4 separate regions of the Mus musculus genome follow, and all the other regions are linked to region 2. A link is a contact called in public HiChIP or PLAC-seq and promoter capture Hi-C data. All regions are on one chromosome and are shown on one strand. The core of a region is the stretch at or near the end of the contact, and the rest is flanking DNA. Distances in the headings are between cores, read along the strand shown. Region 1 holds the start of Scaf8 (SR-related CTD-associated factor 8). Region 2 holds the start of Tfb1m (transcription factor B1, mitochondrial). Region 3 has its middle 22 kb from the start of Scaf8. Region 4 has its middle 58 kb from the start of Gm34035.

Region 1 (4,016 bases), core at 357-2,856, 440 kb after region 2:
GCTCTCAGTATCAGGAAGGTCACCACTACTTAAAGTAAGACGCATATTCAAGAACTTGATCTAACTTTCAACAACCCTTTTTGCAGCCTTTCCCAAGGCTACCTACCATAAATAAACAAACAAACAAAAATTACGATGAAATTGCAGAAAGGCATTTAAGAGCACTGTCCCATTTGGGCAGCCACAGATGCTATTTTAAAAACTCATGTACTTAAGACATTAAATGTCATATTACTGAGCATTAACATCCCCAAATCAAAAGTTCTGAAAACTATGCTAATTAGCATACATTTAATTATGTTTCTAAAAGGTACAAGTAGATAATGCTGAGCTGAGCCGGAATTTGCTACATTTAATGTCCGAATTGCTATTATTCCTTAAGAAGAAATCGAATTTATTTTGTCGAAGCCTGCCTTCCAATCAGATCAGTAAACCCAGCAAAGAGTAAAAATTGGACACCTGCATTAAAAAAAGAAAATTAAAAATCTGCTTGGCCTGACATGTGAATGAGGCCCTGGCAAATGATTCTCCAAGCTTCTAACCCCCTCTGAGTGCACACACTCTCCCGAGCACTTGTGTCTTTTCCTCCCTAACTGATGATCAGAAGGGCAAGCAGAAATTAAAAAAGAAAAAAAAAAAAGGAGGGGGGGGAGATCGCAGAATAAATTTGCCTGCTACCAACCATCCAATTAGCGAAGTCCCTGGCTGCCAAGTCACCTAGTCAACAGAACCTCAATAATAAACACTACGTGTAACGTGACCATGGATCACCACACCGTGGGTCCTCTCCAGGGCCTCGCATCCGTGTGTCAGCTTCCTCAGTCACCACCGGGGAGGGCCTGCAGAGTGATGTCCTGCAAACAGTTCAGACCCTGCCAGGCCACGGGCCGTGCGCGAGGTGGGGGGTGGGAGGTGATAGTCCTCGGTGGAACCCACCCGGGAGCGTGGCGCGGCCGCCTTGGGGACCGGCCCTCCCCCTGCCTTCCCTCAGCCCTGCCCGGCCCCGGGAGGGGCGCGGGCCGTTCCCCTCCCCCACGGCCGCCCGGCCGCCGTCGCCCCACCCGGGGGAGGCTGCTTGCGGCCCGCGCCCTTGCTCGGCTCGCGAGCCCCGGGCCGGGCCGGGCCGAGCCTGGCGGGGAGGCCGGGTTGCGGTACGAACCTCGCTGTTGAAGGTCTTCACGGCCTCCATGTTGTCTGCGCAGAGGCCCGGGGCCCGACGGAGGAAGAGGCGGCGGCCGGGTGCGATGCGTGCGGAAAGGCGGGCGACGGGCCCAGGAGGCCGCGGAGCACTGCGAGCAGGCGACGCTCCTCAGCGCCGGCGAGGCCCCAGCATGGCCGCGGGGCGGGCGCAGTGAGCAGGACGGAGGCCGCCGGGGCGGGTCGGCGGCGGGGGAGGGGCTGGCGCGGCGCCTTCTCTGCTTCTCCGCCTCGCTCGGAAGCGGCCTCCACACTCAAGCTTCGGCCCCCTCCACTCTCCACCCCCTTCTCCTCCTTCCTCTTCCTCCCACGGGCTCCTGTGTCACCTCCCTGCCGCCTAGGCCGCGGGAACCTGCAGCGCGCAGCGAAGACACAGGAGGAAGCGCTGACCGCGGCGGCTGCGGCATCCAATATGGCGGACGCGGTCGAGCCGCGCACTCGGAGTCGGCGGCGCCAGCCAGCGCGCCCCCTGGCGACCAGGCCGCGCGAGGTCCGCGGCCGCGCCAGACCATAGAGATGGCGTGGGCCAGAGCGTCTGGAGTCGCTGCGGCGGGAGCGGGGGACCCGAGGCCCTTGGCTGTCCTCATCCCGGGCCGCGGGAGCGAGCGCTGCGGCTGGACGGAGGGGCTTCGGGTGGCCGATCCCGCGGATGAGCGCCGCTCTAGAAACAAGCAAAAACAAAGTTCAGGGGAAGAGACCGAATGGAGGAAACTACGGTGTCTTCGTTGCCGCTTCCGGGTGGGATGGCACCTGCGGTGGAGGAGGGATTGAAGTGCCTTTGAGAACTTTAGCGGGTATTGACTTACATTACTCATCGCCACCATTGTGCCCCGGCGTCCTGGCGGCGGGGGACAGACGCTGCACACACGAGGTGGCTCGGGTCGCGTGCAGCCGCCGTGCGGGAAATGCGAGCTGCGCGAGCCGGGCCTGGGCACCCCGGAGGCGGGAAGGAACCCGGAACGCCCCCGTTTGGACGCGGATATGCAACCTGGTTTTGTTGTTGTTGTTTGTTTGTTGTTGTTTTTGGTTTTTTAGGAGGTGGGTTATTCCGAAGGAATTTGGCCCCAGGTTATCGGAGCAGAGGGATAATTGCGGGTTTTAGGATCCAGACGTGGTACGGGTGAAAATGCTTCGTGCTTGCTTGAAGTTAAACCCGGCGGGGGAACGATTGTTCCCACTGAACGTTCCCACAGGTACTGCTAATTGCCTTCGCTCTTCCCAAATTCATGCAAAAGGAAGGGGTGGGGGGATGGGCTGCTTTAGATTAGTATTTCCTAAGAGCTAAGTCAAGAGGCTTATGAAATAGTCTTTTAAGTCGGCTTCATTCACAGCTTTGCTCCTGGTGCTGGCCGTTTCGAAGGTAAAAATTACAATGGGACTCTTCCATTTTTTTCACCTGCTATCTCTAAAGCAGATCATCTCCACCTCTTCCAGTACTCACAGGCCTAACCCTGACGATCCTGCTGTCTCCGAGTAGCTTGCATTTTTCTGGACAGTAGCCAAAATGATATATTTTAGACACATCCCTTGCTTAACCCCCTGTGATACTTTTCCATTGCCCTTTAAATACATCCTTCCATCTTGCATTGGTGTGAAGGCTCTGCTACCTCTCTGCACATGGCAGTCTTCCACACTGTCCCTTGACAACAGAGAGCATTTGTCTGCTCTCTGTCCATAAGAGATGATAAAACTGAAAAGTCCCATCATATGATGTCAGAGACATTTTAGCATAGCAGTGCACAGCGTATCTCATGTTAGAGATGGTTCTGGCATAAGTAAACCTATCCTATTACCAATAGAATTAAAGTATAGAATATATAGTTTTATAGTGCCATGGCACTGGTAATTTATCATACCATTTATTTTATTCTTACCATATATGTCTTCTAACTAGAAAGGGGTCTGTATGCATACAAGCCCATGTGTACAGGAGTGTGCATGTGGAGTGGTATGTGATTTTAATCATATGAATGCCCAAATATGCATAGATCATGGACTCATACAGTGGCAAATGAAAGATGTCTCTCTTTCAGGAGAACCCTTGGAGACACTACCTTTCCCACAGAATTTCATTCAAGGAGCTCAAAGGCCAGGTTAGTTTTACAACATTCACTGTTACTGTAAGCTAAGCAAAGCCCACCTCCTCCACACTTCTTCTGAAAACTACAATTTGTCTCCTGCTGCTTCTACCATTTTAGTTTGTTAATGTCATAATGAGCATTGTTCCTATATCATACCAGCCCATCCATCCCTCTCCACTTGGAAATCCTCCGTCCCCCCTACCCTTTAGAGTTCATAATCTTTTTTTATTATTTTTAATATCCCCCAGTTCAAAATCACACAATTATTCATTTTTATATTTTTTATTCTTCTCTCATACAACACGTTCACAACTGCAGCATTCCCTCCCTACGCTCAGCCCAGTTTCTCTCTAGTTTCCCTTTCCCTCAAATCCCACAAACAACCACAGCATGTATGCAGAGAACCTAGTACAGACCCTGCAGGCTGTGATTGTTGCTTCAGTCTCTGTGAGCTCCTATGAGGCCTACTTAGATGATTCTGTGGTCCATGTTTCCCAGGTGTCCTTCACCCCAGGCTCCTACAATCCTTCTTCCCCTATTCCCTAGGGTTCCCCAAGCTCTGCCTTTGGTTGTGGGTCTCTGCATCCATTCACATTAACTGCCAGAGGAAGCCTCTCTGATGTCAATTGGGCTAGGCGGTAACATATGAGTTTGGGAATCATTTTATTAAACTTTTTTTTTTTTTTCGGGGAGGAGGGATTCGTCAGTCGTGTTTGTCTCGTTGCAGGAAATCTTTTG
Region 2 (3,649 bases), core at 548-3,047:
ATTTCTTCCCTGCAGTATAGGAATAATAACATTTCCAAAGGAACACAAAGGTAAAAAAACAAACAAAACAAAACCTACCAACCATCCAAACAAAGCCCAATTGCCTGAATAGACACCTTCTAGGTATAGTGTTTTATGGAGAATATTATCTCTGAATCAAATATCAAATCAAAGTTTTTTTATGACACTTTGGGGAATTGCCACCACATTCTCACTTTCTAAAAGAGATACATCAGTCAGCCCATGGTTTCTGCTGATCTAGCAACCACTAAAGTGGATATGTGGACTTTTTACTTCTCCACACGGCCCAGAGTGGTCTGGTTTTACATTAGCTTTTTTTTTTTTTTTTTTTTTAAACTACCAGAACCATAAACGATGTGTAATTCACTTATAACCAAGTGAAATCAGACGGAAAAAAGTAAAAATCTTCCCACTTATGAAAAATATTTTAAAAGTTTTCATTTCTTTCTTGTGTTCTCAGACATCACAGGAAGACAGAACCTATTTGTCTTCTCTTGGTACTTGGATTTTAACCCTCAAATAGCCTTTCTCCATTGGATTCCCTGCCTGATGAGTAAGCCTTCCGTTTCCACTCTGAAGTGTGGGAAAGTGGCTGAACCGCCCCAAGTCTCACTTTCACCACTACGTAATAATAAAATCTACCCGAATCTGTATGGTAACAATTAGTGAGCGAATAATTCCAAACCACTCAGTTGTGAGACCTGGCACACATTTCTTTTAGTTGAGCTTTTTAAAAGAGCAACCCCTTTATGGTTCACTCTGAGAGCAGTGGAGAGACCACAATGCTTGCAGCATGAATGAGCTTTTAGAAAAAGCTTCAAAGGCTAAAAGAGTGGTCCTGATGCTGACCTTGCTGGCATTGCTTAAAAACAGCAGCCACCGCGCATGCACTAGACTACAGCTGGAATCTGTGAACTTCCAGCTTTACGAAATTCGTGGCCTCGCAGGGCTTTCTTGATCCTGTTTTAATCGGAAGTTAGCAATATGTGTCCTGTTTCGCAAGACTACACCTGAGAGATTTAAAAGGGAATATGAAATAGTAACAAGTGGTATCAAAAACACTTCTCGAAGTTTAAAGTGCTTAGCTCAAGAGACAAAATTACAGCATATTTAAAGACCCAGAATGGCTTTCATTCACCATTCTAAAATTAGGCAGCCCTTGGAATTCTTTCAAACAACTCCGGCCAGAAAATGGACATTGTTCAATGACAAGAAAAGAGAAATTATCTAGAGACACAGTTTAGTTGGTTACGGTTAGCTTTTTGCTTTACTTGAGTCAGTTGGTCTCTTGCTATTGGTTAAAGCTGGGGTGCTGTTAACGGGCTGGCATTCAGCCATTTGCTCTAAAGTCTAAGTCTTAAACTCGGTTTTCAGCAGGCTTACCTTAAATAAGCCTATAGTTCTCTATGGAACTAAGTTCTGAAAGAAGTAATGGACGCGAAGAAATAAAAAGTATCTAGCCTACGGGGGTGGGGCGGTAACCAGTCTACAAACAGCAAGCAACCAATCACCATCTTTCCTGCTACAAATCAAAAGTCAAGCCTTTGGAATGTCAAAGGCCTGCGGAGCCTCCCAGAGGTTACAAAGACCACGCCTCCTAGCCTCCGCCCCCTCTCCTCTCCCAACCTGCACCGCTTTCGGCCTGACGCGTCCTGAGCTCCCAGTACATACAGACTTCCTGTCAGTTTCGTCATTTCCGGCAGGTTTCTCCATCCAACCAGGTGGCCTCAGAGGCGGGCAGTCTTCTCCAAGGTCCCACCCCCTGCGCGCCGTGCACCTTTCCAGCCGCTGCGCGTGGCTGTGTATGTGGGTCTCTCATGGCTGCCTCGGGGAAGCTCGGCACTTTCCGCCTTCCCCCGTTGCCCACCATTCGGGAGATCATTAAGTTGTTCGGACTGCGAGCGGTGAAACAGCTTTCCCAGAATTTCCTCCTGGACTTGAGGCTGACAGGTGGCTGAGTCGTCAGTTCGCCCGGGTCTCCGTGGTGGGCGCGGCCGGGTGATGGAGCGGGTTGGGGCGGGCGGCTGTCAGTCAAGCGCTGCTCCTCCGGTCCTCGCGGGCTAGGGCGACGACTGGTCGACCGCTTTGCGGGCGGGAGATGTTTCCCGCGCGCTTTATGATGCGCCAACCTGCCTCTCGTTAGCCCGGCTCAGTAAAGCGCGTCTGTAAGCTCAGCACTCGAGGAGCAGAGGCAGGAGGATTGCCGCCAGTTAGAAACAGATGGACTCTTTCAAAAACGAAACCAAGAGAGTAAATAGGATAAACGTTCACTTAAGTCTAGGGATCCCTCTAGGGACTGGAGATTCGCTCTGTAAAGTCATACTAACCAAACGGCGCCTACAGCTACCTTGTGCCAATGCTGGGACCACCGTCCCAACAACAGCCCTGAGTTTGCAGTTAATAAGTTGACATTCTCCGGCTTCTTTAAAAATTACTTTTATGCGATTAAACTTATATAGGGTGAAGGTCACCAGTTTGACACCCATGTTTTGATGAGTTTTCACAGGTGTTTGTTGGTTTACTTACCACCCATGTCATAGTAATGCTCTCCTCTTGAGAATAAGATCCATCTGTTGCAAATAAAGGTGCTAGCTGACTGTTGGAGTACTTAGCATGTTAACCCCCTCAAGTTAAAAGGGTAAGTGTGTCATACACACACTCCGTCCCCAAAATCAATTTTGATTGCATGGACCACAAAGCATAAGTTACTTTTATTTCTTGTTTTTGGAGCCTTTATTCGACCCGTAGAATTTGGGTAAAACAGTTAACTCCACTTAAGTTTTCTCATCTCTTATTTGATAGAAAGGCCTACAAGGACCTTAGGATGCCTACTTTTAGATTCTTTGGTTCTAGCATCCTCTCCCAGTCATGCTAAATATAAGCACATGCTAAATATAAGCACCATTCTCTGCTGAAATGCAGTCTCCTATGTCTAAGGCTGGCCTCAAGCTCACTACATGGCAGGTGTTATTGAGTGTCTGGCCCTCCTGCCTTCTCCCAAGAACCGAAATGAAAAGCATATGCCACCATGCTCAGTTACTGATTGCTGACTGTGTAACCCAGGGCTTCACACATGCTAGGCAAGCACTCTTATCAGTTAATTGAATTACATCACCAGCCATTCAATTTGTTATCTATGTTCTCATGTGTGTCCCTGGAGTAAGTTCCAGATTCTTAGGTTCTCTATTCAGTCTTTGTGAGGGTGGGGGGTGGGGTGGGGGGAGGGGGAACCAGAGTGAAAGCAAATAAAGGTGCTTGTCCTAGAGAACTCAGGTGGAGCAGGGTTGAACCAGACTTAGGGGGTTGACACCTCGTCTATGTCTGGTTGCACTTAAGCGTTCCTGCAAAGTTTAAGAATGAAACCACTGCCCCACCTGTTGCTGCTTTCCATTTTCAAACTGAGTTCAGAATTCCCTGGTTTAATAAATGACTCTGATGCCCTCCGAGAGACCAGTTGGTAACTGGTAACCAAACAATGATTTGGTTTTAGAATCCCCACCTTGGTTCGAGGTCCTCTCCAGCCATTTGCTTTTCTTTATGACATTGTACAAATTAAACAATAGACAAGGACAGCGTGCAGTTCAGATAAATTATATTAGAGTGGTAGCTGCAGGAATTAGGTTAGGGC
Region 3 (3,609 bases), core at 981-3,480, 460 kb after region 2:
CTGTTTTGTAGTATGATCAGGTTAAAAAAGAAATAAACAAAACAAACAAACAAACAAACAAAATGCCAAACAAACATGCTGTTTTATTTTATTTTATTAATTAATTAATTTATTTATTTTCAAGACAGGGTATAGCCCTGGCTGTCCTGGAACACTCACTCTGAGGACTAGGCTGGCCTCAAAGTCAGAAATTTGCCTGCCTCTGCCTCCCAAGTGCTGGAATTAAAGGCGTGTGCCACCACTGCCTGGCCCAAACATATCCTTTAGGTCTTCCAGAGGTAGGAGAGGCAGATGTAGAAGGAGAGGTGAAGAAGGCTTTGATTGGCATTAAGCAGATGAAAATCATGATGGAAAGGAGAGAGAAGGAACACGCCAAACTTAAAGAAATGCAAAGAAGAAAAGCAGGCACCATCACTGGATCATTGTCTGTTGTTAAGCACATTTGGGCTATAAAAATTGCAACAGTAGATTTGTGTAATAAATGAGTGACTCCTTTCCCTAGATTATATTGTCTAGAGAGCAGTTTAGTTTAGAGAAGATGGAGAAAGCTTTGTATTTGTTATCTAGTCATCTTCCACAGGATGCTGAACACAGGATTTGAAGATTGATACCTGTTTTAAAAGGCTGCTCTTTTCAAAATGATCCATTTTTAGTCTCATCTGAGTGAATATATTGCATCACAAGTGTTTTGAGAAGTTTTGGTGAGATCAGTGGTTTCTAGTCCGTATTACTAAAATTAAAGGCATGTTTTCTTTTTCTATGTCTTTTGGTGATCTTCTAGGCTGAAGGATTCACAGAGGCTCGTGACCTACATAAGATGAGCTCTGCTCCAGTAAAATCTCTGGTTGGCCTGGATTTTCTTTCCCCCCTTTAAGAAGTGAGCTACATATGAAATGGAATGGAATTTTACTCTTCATATTAATGTATGCAGTAATTAGAGAATACTTCTGGCTTGGCAGTGCCACATTCAGTTACAAAGGAGCATGCCCTAGGATAAGGAATATTCCATGTTAATTTGTTGACACTGTTGATTCCATCTGCTCTACTTTTACAGCAATTGCCATTCTCTGATATGCCAGGAATATAATGACATGAGTGCTGGAGACAGATTTGGAGGTCATCCTCACTTAGGCCTGACATGGAACCTTATGAACACTGGGGCTTGCTTTTGTTTTTCTTGTTTTCTGAGATTGGGTCTTGCTATGTTACCCAGGCTGCCTCAACTTCTTGGGTTGAGTAATGTTTTCTCCCCCTTCAGCCTCAGCAGGAGCTAGAGCTATAGGCATGTGCCACTTTGTCCAGCTTCCAAGTTTTATTTCTATGGATGGACTCATAAACACAAACTGGCAGAGGAAAGGCAGGTAATCCACCCAGATTTCTTTCTGTAAAAGGCATAGGTCCTATACAGATTCCTGGATAATCATTTGAACAGCAGAAGGCTGATGCTCTTGAGGTGATATTTCATAGCTAATAACATTCAACACATTTTAGCCCTGTGAGATAAAGACAACTGTGATCTGCCTAGACTTAGATATCACATAGTGTAATTGCCGGATAATTTTCATCCACTGAACAGTACTCAAAATTCTGAGACTAGGGTCTCATTCCTTTGAATATAATAAATTGGGCATTGTCATTTTTAATTTACATTTGTCACTAAGCAACCCAATGTATAATTATCCTTAAGCTATATCTGGCCTCTATGGCTCAGGGTAGATGTGTTCATCTTTTTCTTTTTATGAATTAATTTAGTGATAAGCAGAATATGAAGACAGTAACCTGCTAAATAATCATAAATGACTATAGTAACTAGGAAGATATTAGGATTCTTTATAGTTCTAAGGCAAATTGTACAGTATCCTGTAATCAATGTCTGCCAACTGCTATAAACATATTAGGTTATAGCTTCTCTACCATATTTTGATCTTTTTAGCCTTCTGTGAGGAAATCTAAAGCAGGAGGAATTTCAGGTTCCATTTTCAAGACAGGTGTATATCATAACAAAGTCAACAACCTTTTCCTATTTTATACAGAACTTAATTTAGAATGACTAACATAAATTGACTTTAATTCTTTGAGTAATAAGTGGAATAGGAAGCAAACCATCTCTATTTTTATTCCATGTCTCACTCTACCCCAGAGATGGAGCAATTTCTCGAGAAGATATACCACTTCCTGTTTACCACAGTGAAGATGTAAAGGCTACCCCTGCCATAGAGCAGCTGGCTATGGAACAGCTGACTACACGTGGTACAGATGGAAAACCTGTTCAGCCAGCTGCCTGGAGATGTGAAATCTCTTTTCAACATGAGTTTTTACATTTTTATACAGGCTCAGCAAGACTTTGACCAGGCTTTTCAATTATACTTCATGTCTGATGTGGAATTAAAGGAGCTACACGCCCCAACAGCGTTGTCTAAGGAGATAACCAAAGAGGAAGAGCTTGGCCAAAGGTGGGGCATCCCAATGTATTCCAGTTGTTTCATAATTTCAGTCTCTCTATTTGTGGCAGAGTCCAACAAACAATAATGAAGACACTCAATGCAATTGAAGACTGCACAAAGGCTAATTACTAAAGACCCCTCTTTTCTCTCTCCCTTTTCTCTCTTGTTCTTTCTTCCTTCCTTTTTCTTCCTTCCTTCCTTCCTTCCTTCCTTCCTTCCTTCCTTCCCTTTCTTTCTTTCCTTTTGCTTTTTTTGTGGTGTATGCTGGTGTCTACATGTTCACATATGTGCTGGTAAACATGTTGTATGTGGCCCTATATGTATGTACATATGCATGTAGAAGCCAGAGGTCAACTTTAAGTATTATTCCTTAGAAATAGACTATCTTGTTTTGAGATTGGGTCTCTTACTAAGACCTGGAGCTCACTGGTTTGGTTAGACTGCCTGACCAACAAGTCTCAGGGATCACCGTGTGTCTGCCTCTCCGGCACTGGTATTACAAGTATGCCATTGTGTGCAGCTTCTTAGGGGGTGCTGGGAACTCATGTCTTTATGCTTGAATGTTAGGCATTTACTGACTAAAGTATCTCGCAAGTCCCCTTTTCTTTCTCCTACTACCTTTGCCAATTTTTTGTTTGTTTGTTTCAAGACAGGATGTTTCTGAATCCATGGCTGTCCTGGAGCTTGCTTTGTAGACCAGGCTGGAGTCAAACTCAGAGATCTGCCCAAGTCTGCTGTGATTAGAAGTGTTTGTCACCACACCCATTTCCACTTCCCAAGTACTGACTTTAAAAGTACATGCTACCACACTTGGCTCTTTTCAGGAATTCTAGGAATCAAATTTTGATCCTCATGCTTGTGTAATAAGCACAATACTAAATTAACCATCTCCCCTGCCCTGTATGGAGAAAGAAGTTCCAGAATGTTTATGTGTGAATATTGTATTCCCTATAAAGTTAGACCAGAGAGGTATGACTTCAGAGATGTTACCGGAGCAAAATGGAGAAATGTGTGAGGAATTTGGCAAGAATTTATCTGGATGTTTAAGATTTCATAAGAGATGCCAAAAAAGTCACAATTACCTATCTTAAGGTAAATAATTATTGTTTTGTCATGTCTTTCATGTGCATGCATTGCTATGTTCATGCACATGGGTACCTGTGTA
Region 4 (3,699 bases), core at 902-3,401, 330 kb after region 2:
TAGGATTAAAGGTGTGTGCCACTACCGGCAGGTAGCTCTTTTATCTGTGGAAATCTCTGTTGCAGACATTGAAAAGCCTGTCTGTGACAGACACTACTTGGCATGAGATACTACAAGAACAAATTTGGTGCCGGTCCCCCAGCTATAGAAGCAGCAAAGTGTGTGCTTAGGATAGAATTCTTCGTGAGGTGGAAGAAGACAAAGAAAAAAGAAAGGAAGGAAATCTAGACCATTATGGTTGAGAACTGTACAGAATATCTATTTGAACCATGATAAGGATTCAAACAATACTTTTTTCTTTTTTCTTTCAAAAGTGCTCAGACAGAAGCTATGCTATCCAGGATGAAGCTCCACTGGAGCTGAACGGAGCTGGAGCAAGAAAGCAAACCAGAGTAGGATGGAGCTGAGGACCCCAGAGGGGCTGAGGAGGGAGAACAATGTTCATCAAGCTTAGTGAATAAGCCATGAAATAAGTATCACATATCATCTATATCCATGTATCCACTTATCCATGCATGCATCAACCCATCCATCCATCCATTTATCTATCCATCCACCCACCCATCCACCCATCCATCCATCCATTTAACTATCCATCTACCCATTTATCCATCCACCAACCTATCCATGCATCCATCCATCCTCCCACCCATCAATGCATCCATCATCATTCATCCACATACCCACCCACCCATTCATGCATGCATCCATCCATCTATCCCTCCACCCACCCACCCAGTCATCATCAATCTATACCTATCATCTATTGACCTATCTATCATTTATGCATTTATTCCACCATCTCCCTAACCTACCTATCAGTCATCTGCCAGCCTACCTCTCAGATAGGAAAGTGAAGTCGACTATGTGGGGAAGGAAGACAAGGCCCGGGCATGGAGACAAGAGAGATTAATGGGAGGTGACACAAAAAAAATGTCTTTGTGAAACTTATCACTATAAATGGATTATACTACAACTTAAAAATGGAATAGATTTTCCTTGGAACAGCTTTTCTGAAGACATTCTCAGGAGTAACCAAGAAAGAGTGAGGGAGCCAGGTCCCTTAGTGGTATTTAGGAGTGGTGAAGACGCACCGGAAAACCTGAGCGCTCTACCTTGCACCTGCTCAGCCCACTCACTCTGTGCTTATGCAATGCAGTGCTGCGTGCTTTGCTCTGTCAAGACGTGTGTGTGTGTGTGTGTGTGTGTGTGTGTGTGTGTGTGTGTGTGAGAGAGAGAGAGAGAGAGAGAGAGAAAGAGAGAGTGAGAGAGAGAGAGAGAGAGAGAGAGAAGGAGGGAGGGAGAGGGAGCGAGCGAGAGACAAAGATAGACAGAGAATTGGAAACGAGATAAGAGAGGACACGTGTAACTTTTAAATTCTACCCAAACAGTACCAGGGTTGGACTAATTTGGAACCCAACAGAAGACAGTAGGGAAGAGAGAGGCACCTGGACTGATTATGTCTTTTCAAAGAAAGAAGAGTGGGGCAGGAGTGGAGAAACCTTCACATTTAACAAAGGCAGCTCGCCTTACACGGAGTCTCTAGTGACTTCAATAATCCACGTTTAACACCGAGAACAATTTTATACTTCGAAAGGTTTGTGGCTGTAATTATCCCCAGGTCGAGTCTCCTGCCCACGTAAAGACTACTCACTTGAGGGTGAGGGTTAAAACACTTGGCCTTCTCATCTTCTGAGGGAGCTAGTAGTATGATCATAGAGTGTTTGGGCCCCATGAGCACAGACCAGAAGCAAAACCTTGCACAAGTGAGCTGGTGGCAAAGCTGCTAGAGACGGCAAAGGAGGAGGGATGGAAACACTGCGGGCTAAGTCAGGTGTGGGGGCAATGCCACGAGTCCCACCTGCTCAGGAGGCTGAGGCTTCTGTCCAGGGATGCAGGGATGAACTGGACAACAGGTGGGGGAAGGAAACAGTAAAAACCTGTAAAAATTACCCAGCCAGGAATAACCCCAGCTCTCAGAGAGGCAGGCAGACAGTAAGGGAGCTCCAGAGAAGTTCATAGCAAAACTCTCAAAAGGCATAACAGAAAGACAACAAAACTATAGTACGCTCCAAATGATAACTGTGAACATTGCTTCCTGTTCCATAAAACATGCAATGCCTACATGGGCCACAAGAGGGCACCAGATGCCCTGGAGCTGGTGCTTGTTAGTGGCCAAACATTCCTGCTGGGGCTGGGAGGTGGTGGTGGTGCAGCACTCAGTAGGCAGAGACTAGGGACAGTCTCTGAGTTTGAGGCCAACCTGAACTACAGAACAGGTCCCACTCCCATGCATTCCAGGTTACAGCTTGCACCATGGTGTTCCAGCTTCTACTGACTTTTATTTATTTCACCCAGGGGGCAATGCTATTTCTGGACTGTTCTAATGGCAGGAATTTCAGAATCTTCTTTCTCATTTAGAAACTTAAATCAAGTATTTTGTGTCATGGGCTTAAGCTAATTCTTGTCCTTATTGGATTCAATAAAACCTCTTAATTTTTCATTAAAACACACAGCTCAGCTGTAAAGAAAAACAGCAACCCACCTTCACTATGGTTTGATATAGACCCTGTGTGCTTTAGGAGGGAGTCCAGAAACCCCATTAGCCACCAAACACCTTTTAATTTCTTTAAAAAAAAAAAGGCAAAGAACAATCTATATTAAAAATCAAATCAGCAAAGGTGAAGCCAGGGCAAATTCCTAGGAGAGCTTTTTCAGCCAGGAGACAGACAACACAGCTACTTCCAACCAGTCTGTTCTCTTTCAAACAAATACAAGTCCTGGTTTAGAGTTATCTGAATGTAGAGGAGTAGACCACTTCCTCCTGCCTCTGGGTCTCTCTCTCTGCAGACAGCAGGCTTCCCCTCACAGATGATGATAATGTGGACACCTTACAAAGAGGCGCTTTAGTTTCAATGTTACCAAGAAACCAGGAATGGACAGTATCAGGCTCTACCAACTGTTTAGTTCAGTCTTGAGTTACCGTCTCTAGGATTCATGCCCAGCCCAACTAAAACGACTGTAAGTTCAGGGTTGTTACTTAATTTGTCATTTAAATAAGTAGGGAAACGGAAAGTCTGAACTTACATTTTACACCAACCAAAGGCCAAGAAGCTAGGGCGGAGTCAAGAAATAGTTATAGCCAGTAGCGTCCCTGCCTGCACACTGCGGAACTCCTCCTAACGTTCCTAGATACTTTTGTGGAACTAGAATTCTCACTTGGACCTTCTTTAAAGAGCTGACTAGTTGGCAGTGACTTAAAAATACATTCAATGTATTCAATGCTCATTACACCATCCTCTCTCAGAAGGTGTCTAATTATTGCAAGGGAGTTTGAAATGGGCAGTGCAAAAGGAAATAGAAGTCTCTCAGCTCTTCCAATGAACATGGCTAACACTGCAGGATGCTCTGTTTGCTCACTGTCTTCAACTCTTGGGATAAGAGCCTAGGCTGTGTGGTTTACCATGCAACAAGAACTGACTGCATTCATTGTAAGAAACTCAAGGCTGGAAAAAGTGGCTCAGTCGTTTTTGTAAATGTGCTTGCTTCAAGAAGATGTGAGTTCAAATCCCTAGGACCCACATAAAAGCCAGATGCACAGTTCAAGATCCTGTAATCTCAGTCCCTAAGGGGACATGTGTACAACATGGGAGGAATAGATCCTGCCTCAAGCAGGGGGAAAGGCGTGTGAGGGGCATG

Evidence for each region. Promoter capture Hi-C pulls out the DNA fragments that hold promoters and counts their contacts. HiChIP or PLAC-seq counts read pairs in DNA pulled down with a chosen protein or histone mark.
Region 1: an HNF4G HiChIP or PLAC-seq map of pancreatic cancer cells shows a contact between it and region 2. The contact joins the promoter of Scaf8 here to the promoter of Tfb1m in region 2. A contact is called at or near these places in 6 of 39 promoter capture datasets (the C10 cell line, the HPC-7 cell line, liver and 2 more), 1 of 15 datasets of contacts at CTCF or cohesin (the NIH/3T3 cell line), 16 of 484 Hi-C or Micro-C datasets (CD4 T cells, CD8 T cells, the G1E-ER4 cell line and 10 more), 4 of 115 datasets of contacts at active chromatin or transcription factors (extraembryonic endoderm stem cells, memory CD8 T cells, pancreatic cancer cells and 1 more) and 3 of 9 other capture datasets (adipose tissue, embryonic stem cells and liver).
Region 3: an H3K4me3 HiChIP or PLAC-seq map of the 230-238 cell line shows a contact between it and region 2, with 11 read pairs. The contact joins the enhancer-like site here to the promoter of Tfb1m in region 2. A contact is called at or near these places in 9 of 39 promoter capture datasets (the 3T3-L1 cell line, the C10 cell line, the HPC-7 cell line and 4 more), 1 of 15 datasets of contacts at CTCF or cohesin (the NIH/3T3 cell line), 15 of 484 Hi-C or Micro-C datasets (CD4 T cells, CD8 T cells, the G1E-ER4 cell line and 9 more), 7 of 115 datasets of contacts at active chromatin or transcription factors (the 230-238 cell line, astrocytes, embryonic forebrain and 4 more) and 3 of 9 other capture datasets (adipose tissue, liver and macrophages).
Region 4: a contact with region 2 is called in a promoter capture Hi-C map of the HPC-7 cell line, with 4 times the contacts expected there. The contact joins the enhancer-like site here to the promoter of Tfb1m in region 2. A contact is called at or near these places in 7 of 39 promoter capture datasets (the 3T3-L1 cell line, 3T3-L1-derived adipocytes, the C10 cell line and 3 more), 1 of 15 datasets of contacts at CTCF or cohesin (the NIH/3T3 cell line), 3 of 484 Hi-C or Micro-C datasets (the HPC-7 cell line, cortical neurons and pre-B cells), 2 of 115 datasets of contacts at active chromatin or transcription factors (the NIH/3T3 cell line and embryonic stem cells) and 1 of 9 other capture datasets (liver).

The regions. Positions count from the first base shown.
Region 1 is chr17:3,112,562-3,116,577 of GRCm38.p6, reverse strand. It overlaps Scaf8 (SR-related CTD-associated factor 8), which reads right to left and starts at 1,606. Exons shown (of 20, transcript NM_134123.3): 1 at 1,160-1,606. The coding sequence starts at 1,189. It overlaps A230045G11Rik (a long non-coding RNA gene), which reads left to right and starts at 1,294. Exons shown (of 6, transcript XR_003952289.1): 1 at 1,294-1,991; 2 at 2,233-2,390; 3 at 3,231-3,290; 4 at 4,006-4,016.
Region 2 is chr17:3,555,903-3,559,551 of GRCm38.p6, reverse strand. It overlaps Tfb1m (transcription factor B1, mitochondrial), which reads left to right and starts at 1,797. Exons shown (of 7, transcript NM_146074.3): 1 at 1,797-1,971. The coding sequence starts at 1,839. 1700102H20Rik (RIKEN cDNA 1700102H20 gene) reads right to left here and starts at 1,728. Exons shown (of 2, transcript NR_045303.1): 1 at 1,648-1,728; 2 at 1-9.
Region 3 is chr17:3,091,527-3,095,135 of GRCm38.p6, reverse strand. It overlaps the pseudogene Gm41522. Among named protein-coding and RNA genes, the nearest start is that of Scaf8, 22 kb to the left of the region's middle. Within about 2 kb of position 2,230, at least 58 of the 459 cell types and tissues checked have an H3K27ac peak or open chromatin away from gene starts, as enhancers often do. A contact at or near this core is called in the 230-238 cell line, CD8 T cells, Th1 cells and 4 more, where this site is marked.
Region 4 is chr17:3,223,078-3,226,776 of GRCm38.p6, reverse strand. No RefSeq gene overlaps it. Among named protein-coding and RNA genes, the nearest start is that of Gm34035, 58 kb to the left of the region's middle. Within about 2 kb of position 2,151, at least 21 of the 459 cell types and tissues checked have an H3K27ac peak or open chromatin away from gene starts, as enhancers often do. A contact at or near this core is called in the HPC-7 cell line, where this site is marked.